2 separate regions of the Mus musculus genome follow, and region 1 is linked to region 2. Evidence: chromatin contacts called from public Hi-C data. All regions are on one chromosome and are shown on one strand. Each heading gives the region's core, a stretch centred on a gene start, on an enhancer-like site or on the middle of the called end of the contact. The rest is flanking DNA. Distances are from core to core; before and after follow the strand shown.

What was found. A called contact is a pair of places that touch in the nucleus more often than the background predicts.
Region 1: a contact with region 2 is called in a Hi-C map of pre-B cells, with 6 times the contacts expected there. The contact joins the promoter of Elp4 here to the promoter of Eif3m in region 2. A contact is called at or near these places in 2 of 39 promoter capture datasets (erythroid cells and pre-B cells), 2 of 484 Hi-C or Micro-C datasets (muscle stem cells and pre-B cells) and 1 of 9 other capture datasets (adipose tissue).

The regions. Positions count from the first base shown.
Region 1 is chr2:105,902,239-105,906,168 of GRCm38.p6, forward strand. It overlaps Elp4 (elongator acetyltransferase complex subunit 4), which reads right to left and starts at 2,326. Exons shown (of 10, transcript NM_023876.4): 1 at 2,031-2,326. The coding sequence starts at 2,250. It overlaps Immp1l (IMP1 inner mitochondrial membrane peptidase-like (S. cerevisiae)), which reads left to right and starts at 2,400. Exons shown (of 7, transcript NM_028260.2): 1 at 2,400-2,492.
Region 2 is chr2:105,014,791-105,018,724 of GRCm38.p6, forward strand. Eif3m (eukaryotic translation initiation factor 3, subunit M) reads right to left here and starts at 2,237. Exons shown (of 11, transcript NM_145380.2): 1 at 2,156-2,237; 2 at 1-112. The coding sequence starts at 2,197. Gm38521 (predicted gene, 38521) reads left to right here and starts at 2,331. Exons shown (of 2, transcript NR_165821.1): 1 at 2,331-2,413; 2 at 2,880-3,934.

The sequences.
Region 1 (3,930 bases), core at 1,076-3,575, 890 kb after region 2:
GCACCTACCTCTATTTAATTAAGAATATAGACATTTAAGAGGTAGAAAAGATAGGTCAGACTGTTAGGAAAGATCTGCTGTCACTAAATCTTGCAGATTAGTTTCTTTCTGGGTGAGAGTTCACTAAAACTAGCAAACTTTTCTAAGCTTTGGGTTCAAAACTAGGATAACTGAGGCCAAACAGGAAAAAAAGTGAAATACACATTTACCTACTATGCATTTTGCATCATGTTTCCAGTATCATACAACTGAGTGGGTTTGAAACAATTATGTCAAACTACTTTAAATTTATGTAGAAAACAATCAAGGTACATTTAGGACAAGAAATCATAGAATCAAGAAACCATGCTGTTCCTGATGCGCTCCCTGTCTTGTGACTTTCCTTTTTGCTAAACTTACTTGAAAAGCCTGGAGCAGAACCCAGAGAAAATGTCAAGTGAAGAACAAGAATAAGCAATGGTAAATGCAATATATTATACAAATGCACCAAGTTTAAAGGAAATATAATAAACACTATAAAAAAGGGTTACAAAATGTAAACACACGTTTCCATGAAGCAGCAGTCAGACAGAAATGCAGCCTGTCCTACTAACTTAACTAATCAATCCTTTCAACAAATCAGTTCTATGAAACAAGTATATTCTTCAGTAGGCTTTGCATTAAAGATTCCAGAGATGCTGGGCGGTGATGGCGCACGCCTTTAATCCCAGCACTTGGGAGGCAGAGGCAGGTGGATTTCTGAGTTCGAGGCCAGCCTGGTCTACAAAGTGAGTTCCAGGACAGCCAGGGCTACATAGAGAAACCCTGTCTCGACCCCCCCCCCCAAAAAAAAAAACCAAACCAAACCAAACAACCAACCAAACAAACAAAAAAAACCCAAAAAATTCCAGAGATGATAAGAACATATTTAAGAAACTCGGGTGGCAGGGGTCCATCCCATAATCAGCCACCAAAACCAGACACTATTGCATATGCCAGCAAGATTTTGCTGAAAGGACCCTAATATAGTTGTCTCCTCTGAGGTTATGCCAGTGCCTGGCAAATACAGAAGTGGATACTCACAGTCATCAATTGGATGGAACACAGGGCCCCCAATGGAGGAGCTAGAGAAAGTACCCAAGGAGCTGAAGGGGTCTGCAACCCTATAGGTGGAACAGCAATATGAACTAATCAGTACCCTGAGAGCTCGTGTCTCTAGCTGCATATGTAGCAGAAGATGGCCTAGTCGGCCATCACTGGAAAGAGAGGCCCATTGGACTTGCAAACTTTATATGCCCCAGTACAGGGGAATGCCAGGGCCATGAAGTGGGAGTGGGTGGGTAGGAGGGCAGGGCGGGGATAAGGGCATAGGGGACTTTTGGGATAGCATTTGAAATGTAAATGAAGAAAATATCTAATAAAAAAAATTAAAAAAAAAAAAAAGAAACTCGGGTGGGGTGTAGAACTATCTGAATACCAAGGACTGTCATTTCTTTGAGTCAACAGGCATCTTTAACATCCACTCTTTAGAACCATACCGCTCTACTATTTAAGATGAGTAGCCAGGCTGTGGGAAAGAGGGCAATACTTTCAACTTTTTCTAAAGGAACCCTTCTTTAAAACTCTAAAAAGTTTTGTGGGTTAGTCCCAGCTTTAAGCTACCCGGGGTTGGAAGGAAGGAGTCCTAAGACACCAGCAGAGGATCCTACAAGCCAATTCCTTTCCATATGTGTTTCTTTTTCAGTAGTAATCATTTTAGGGTAATGGCATGTAGGGAGTCCATGGTCATCTAGAAATGAGGTGCTGAACAGAGAAGAGTAAGGAGTCTGGGTCTTAAGGCGGGCTTAGTGCACACCTCTTGACATCTCCATGCAAGTTTCCTCCCAGTCTTCCTCTGTCAGGGCAGGTCATCCTAACCATGCTTATGAAGAAGAGAGGGAAAAAGGAAATGGGTGCGTGGGGCCGGGCCAAGCACAGGGGTGATGGGCTGCCCAGGAGTCCCTCCCCCAAGTTTCTCCTGGAACGCGCCCACATATTTATTCTGAACCGACCTAAGAGCTGGTCCAGGGCTGGGAGCCCGGTTGACACCAGCAGTTGTCCATTCCGCACCGACGGTCGCGTGCCAGCAATGGACAGCAGCCGAGGGCCCCCTCCGGGGCCCCCAGAGGCCTTGCCCTTCCTCTGGAAACTAGAGGTGCCGCCCTGACCCGCCTCGGACGCCACAGACCGGGAGCTGAGGGTACCCGCGCCGCAAGTGTCTGCCGCCGCCATCTTGAAGCTCCTACGATGACCCAATCGGAACTCTGGGAACTGGAGCGGGGGGCCTGTCAGAGCTAGCCCCAAAGTCCCGCCTACACGCCATTGGCAGCCAATAGAACTGAGATTTCCTTGCAGGTCAACCAATCGCAAGGCCTATTGCTGAAAAGTGCGGTGCGTAAAGCTGGAGGGGTGTACGCGGCCCTGGTCCGTCTGAGTCCTGGCCGAGGAACTTCTGTTGGTGTTTGGGGCCGCAGGTGGGTACCGTCCTTCGGCATTCTTGATTTGCGAGTGCCTACGTTCACGAGTTAAAAGGAAAGGAAAGAGAAGCGATTCGCCCCCAGGGCTTCTAAAGCCACTGCGAGTTGGCGCTCTCCCCTGCTGTTTAGCAGAGAGACGCCTCTTTTTGCCTCTCTCACCTCTTGGGTCTCTAAGGAAAGTTATTCCCCATCCCTACCACCCCCACCACTACCTCTCCTCGAAACCTTGATTTCCCGAATGGTTGAGCTGTCTGGACAGGAGTAACTGTGACTTCAGTGGCTGGTGAGCTCTTGGGCTTAAGGCAGTGAGAACCCAGGGTTAGGTGGGTTGGGTTAAGGTAGACTTTACTTAGAAACTTCCGTTTATGAACTTCGAGACCATTGGGCTTTCTTCCCCCACTCTCACAGACTATACCTTTCTGACAAGTCCCCGTGAGCAGCTTTTCTTAATTTTAATTAGTGTTTCTGGAAATCTCGGAGGGTCTTTCCTAAGCAGTGTGAATGGCAAGTGTTACTCTGACAACCTTGTTCACACATTTAATTGTCACTTCTCCAAAGCAGCTGCAAATAACGGAAACTACTTGAAGTTTCTCTCCCCTAAATCTGAGTGGAATTAGATGTATTTGTACCTTATTTTTCTAGTAATTTGAATCTGAATGGAGAGGGTTCCTACTACACTATGAGTTTTATTTGTGGTAGAAAAAAAACCATGTAATTCAGACCTGATTTTTTTTTTCATATGTGAACTGGAGGAGGAATTGGTTAAGTGATTTCTAGAAGACATCCAAGATAAGCAATGTTTGAACGGAAAAAGAGACCTAAGTCAATACTTGTGTCACTTAATTACTGCTGACAGTGATGGGTGATACATGATATATGGATTGATTGATTGATTCATTCATTCATTCATTCATTTATTTTGAGACAGGATCTCTCTATGTAGCCCTGTTGGTATATAACTCACAGAAGTCTGCCTGCCTTTGCCTGAGACTTACAGGTGAATGCCACCACAACACCTTTACTTACGGTTTTTTCTTTCCATTCCCTCTTTCCCTTCCTCCTTCCCACCCTTTCTTTTTTCCTGCATCATATTTGGGCTTGGGCAGGAGACTATAATCCCAAACAGTTGGAAAAGGAGAATCAGATATTCAGAGTTAGCATCAGCAAAACAAATAATAATTAAAAAAACTTCAAACAAATATAAGAGAATCATATGGGGGGGCAACAAAGTTTGTGGTTTAGCAGCACATCAACCAGAGAGATTTGATAAAGGTTGCTTGTTTTCATTTCAGATATGTCACACTGGTGACAGTAGGTACAGCACATGCCTTTATATTTTTAAGGCACTCAGATAACTGCTAAGCACTTGCTTTCTGCTTAAACCCAGTCTTGTAATTTTTATACAATCTTATAATTTTATTAAAATGGTGGATTC
Region 2 (3,934 bases), core at 987-3,486:
ACACATCACAGGCTTCAATAATCTGAGCTAAATCTACATGAAGTCCACCTTCCGAGTTTTCTTCTGAGAGCTCAGCTCCTTTTGATTTCAGATAAGCTCGAAGTTCAGCAGCCTATGAATCAAACAGGGTTGCTAAATCTCTAGATCCACTTGTAAAAATCAAGTTATGATAAAACACAAATATCAAACTCATCTGCCCTGCTTCCAAAGTAACATGCAAGTGCTAACTAACTACCCTCCAATTGTGTTGATTCCCTCCCTCCCTCTACAAAGTCCACGCAGACACATAGTTCACAAAGATCATATTCAGTTTCCTGCCACCTGTATCCACTGGACTTCCAGTCTATAGCAAATGCTTTACTTATTTCATTTAAGCGGTCTCCACTGGGAGGGATGGGGACTAAAGATACATCAATCTGACTTGGCAAAGTTGAAGAGGTTTTTTTCCCCCAGTAAGTGAAAATTTTATAGCTGTCAAATGTATATATAAATAGCACTACTAAAATCACAGTCATCATCCGGACAATAGTCTATTCATTTGCTAATAACTTGAGAACCATTTGAGACAAGCATTTTGGGAGATACCAATATAAAAAGATAATGCCTGTCAGTGCAGCCTGCATGAAAGTGTATGTGTATCAAATTGTCTATCAATGCACTGTATAACAAATATCTTAAAACATAACATCACTCTCAGAGGCAGAAAGCACTTTTGGTACTATCAAAATAACTACTAAAATAAGTCATTTGGATGTTTCCTACTTTACTCTCTAGTTAGGATCTTTAACAACGTTTTTCCTTCGATGGTTTAACATTCATGCACTGAAACAGAAATGTAGATGACTTAAAGCTAACAGAATAAAAACTTAAAGAATCACAGTATAAAGCGTTCCATTAGAAAATGCACAGGTGCCAGGGTGAGGTGGTGGGCAGGGTGAGGTGACATATAACTGTGACCACAGCACTTGAGGCAGAGGCAGGGGGATCTCTACAGGTTCCTGGCCAGCCAAGGTTTAACAAGCCATAGTGAAACACTTCCCAAATATCAAAACAAGAAGGGGGTTGGGGAAAGAAAAAGCACGGATGTCAAATTGTCTGGACAAAGCCAAAAGAGCCTTGGGGAAAATAACCAACATTTTTAATCCCACAAATGTGTTTGGTGACCTCAGAAACCTAACAAACCCTTAGGTCTGATGGAATTATTTTTCCAAACAATAGCATAGTAATTTTATACAGAAGATGGCATGGTATTATAAAAAAGATATTTTGAAAACTCAAGTGTCATATTAGAAAAAGCAAAATAACAGCAGAAATCATTCTTTTTCTTTATGACACAAATATATAATCTAACCAAGATGTAAAGAAAGCATTTGTTCACTTCCTGCTTTACAAATCTTTTTCTAAGAATTAGTTAAGTTTAATGTTTTTATATCATTCTTGCTGACAACAAGACACTCTACAATATGGCCAATGCCAAGGCTCTATTCAGCCCCTGGCCTGAAGTACCTTTTTGGTAAATACTAGTCAATGCCTGGGAACTCTAGCTTCCTCTGCTGTCAAATACTCTTAATGCGGCATCTTTCTATGTGTGCATAACTTCCTTTCTTCTCCTGTGTAACATATGGAACCCCAAGTTTCTGTCAGTGGGTATTATAAAAGCGTATGCATGCTCACGAAGAACAGTTTGGGTTGTAGAAAATTAAAAGACTGTCATCCCAACAATTAACCTCCTGTTACAGAAAAAGGAGAAGCCATCTGTCCTGTACACCCAGGTGTAAACCCCAATTAGTGAACTTCAAAGTGTCCAGGATGGCCCGCCAGATGCTCCTGCCTCCCAGCCGCCTGGGAACAGAAAACGCGAGCCAACTAGTAAAATGCATGCCACCGTCGCCTGTGGCCGCGGAAGGCCCGCATTCACACGCTCAAAGTTGCTCCTGCGGGCCACACGCGAACTTAGCAGACGCTGGTCCCTGTCCCCGAAAAGTTCTGGGTCGTCATCGACGACTGCGGACGAGCCCTGGCGCCCACCGGGCCCGCATCCGGACCCTCGGCCGCGCACGCGCCGAGACCCAGGTCAGGAGAGCGCGCTCCCCCTCACGGGCTCCGTCCCGGGAATCCCCCGCACCCGTTGCCCCGAGGGCCCAGCATCGTGCACCTGGTCTTCCTCGCTGATATCGATGAAGGCCGGGACGCTCATGGTGAAGGCCGGGCTGCGGAAGACGCTCCGATCCAGAAACACGCCGACCGGAAAAGAGAGCGGTGCCGTACAGGGTTACGCACAACCGCTTCCGGGTCAGCCACAGAGGGCGGGCCTCGTGGGCGGGGCCCACAGTACTACTTCCTCCCCGCGGGCCTCTGCTTCAGCTCCTCGCAGGCTCCTACCTGAAATCTTCCCCTCTCCCCGGAAACTTAGGTGGGTTGGGCTAAAGTGTCCTCTGCCCGCCTGCTGCCTGCGGGTCACGGAACCCTACCTGGGCCAAAGCTTCGGGAGCCTAGAGAGCTCTTGCTGCCTCTGAGAGCTTTCCAGGTGCCCCCTGTCCCTAAAGCCTTGGAACTATTTTTTTTTTCCCCTGTGTTATGCTTCCCAGTTTGCTGGTCCAGTTGCTAGGCCATGCTCCTTGCTAAGTAAGGGTGACTAGTTTTCAAAGAATGCTCCCACTTAATTAATAAGGACTTATCCAGAATACACAGTGCCTCAGTGTATGTTAGGGATTGACTCCAGGATCCCTCCTCTAAGGATTCCAGAATCTATGGGGCTCAAGACGCTTACATAAAAATGGCTTAGTTCGTGTCTATATAACCTCCTGTGTACTTTAAGTCATCTCCAGGGCACTTAAAATAGCTAATCCAATGTAAATTCTATGTCCTCTGTTTTCTAGGGAATGACAAGGTCTGCGTATTCAGCACAGATATTTCTCCAGAATATTATAGTCTGCAGTTGATTGAACCTGGATGCAGAACTTGGAGCCATGAAGATCAAGAACATTGTAAATGCAACAATAAGGGGGAAATGCAATTAAAAAGTGGGCTGAAAAAGTAAAAACAGACTTTATTAGAGAATATACACATGGTATCCTCAGTTGATAGAATGTCCCCAATAAATGGCCTGTCAGGTATTTTCTTCCTTAATGATTGACATGGGAGGGCCCAGCCCACTGTGGGTGGTGCCACCCTGGGTAGGTGGCCCTGAGTTGCATTGAAAAGTAAGCCAAGCTAGCCACAAGGAGCAAGTCAGCAGGCAGCGAGCAAGCCTCTGCTTCAGTTCCCACCTCCAGGTTCCTGCCTTGGGTTCCTGCCATGACTTTCCTCAGCGATGGAGGTTAACCTGAGAGTTGTCAGATGAAATGAACCCTTTTTCCCCAGGTCGGTTTTTGGCCAATATTTTATCATAGCAATGGGAAGCACACTAAGACAATCTTCCTGGAGTACTGGGTTACAATGTGGAATGAGTGTGTGTGGGGGGGTACGTTCTCAAGGAAGAAAAGGAAGAGAGACTGGTTGAAAAGAGGGGAGCAGATTTCTGAGGGGGGAGAGGAGAGAAGAGAGGGTGTAAGAGGAGAGTGGGGCGCTGAGCCAGAACATATTTATTAGAATGGTCTTCTCAGAATTTCAGGAGGGAGAAGATACCCAGTGGTCCTGTAAACACACTAATATACTAGTTAACTAGGCCAAGGCCCGGGCACTGAAGCTGGAGGGCAACCCTTGCTCATCATCACAGCAATCTTTGCTTTGAATTTTGAAAGGTGACTTTTTTTTTCTAAGATTAATACTTTTCAACCTTGCTTTCAGCTTCTTTCCCCTTTCTTGATGGAAATTTGTTTCAAATGTTAATGTTGCCAGCTTTTTCTTCAGTATTTTATTTTAACTCATCAATAAGTCTTTCTTTAAAAATACATATATTTTGTTGAACATTTTAAAACCCTATTTTAATATT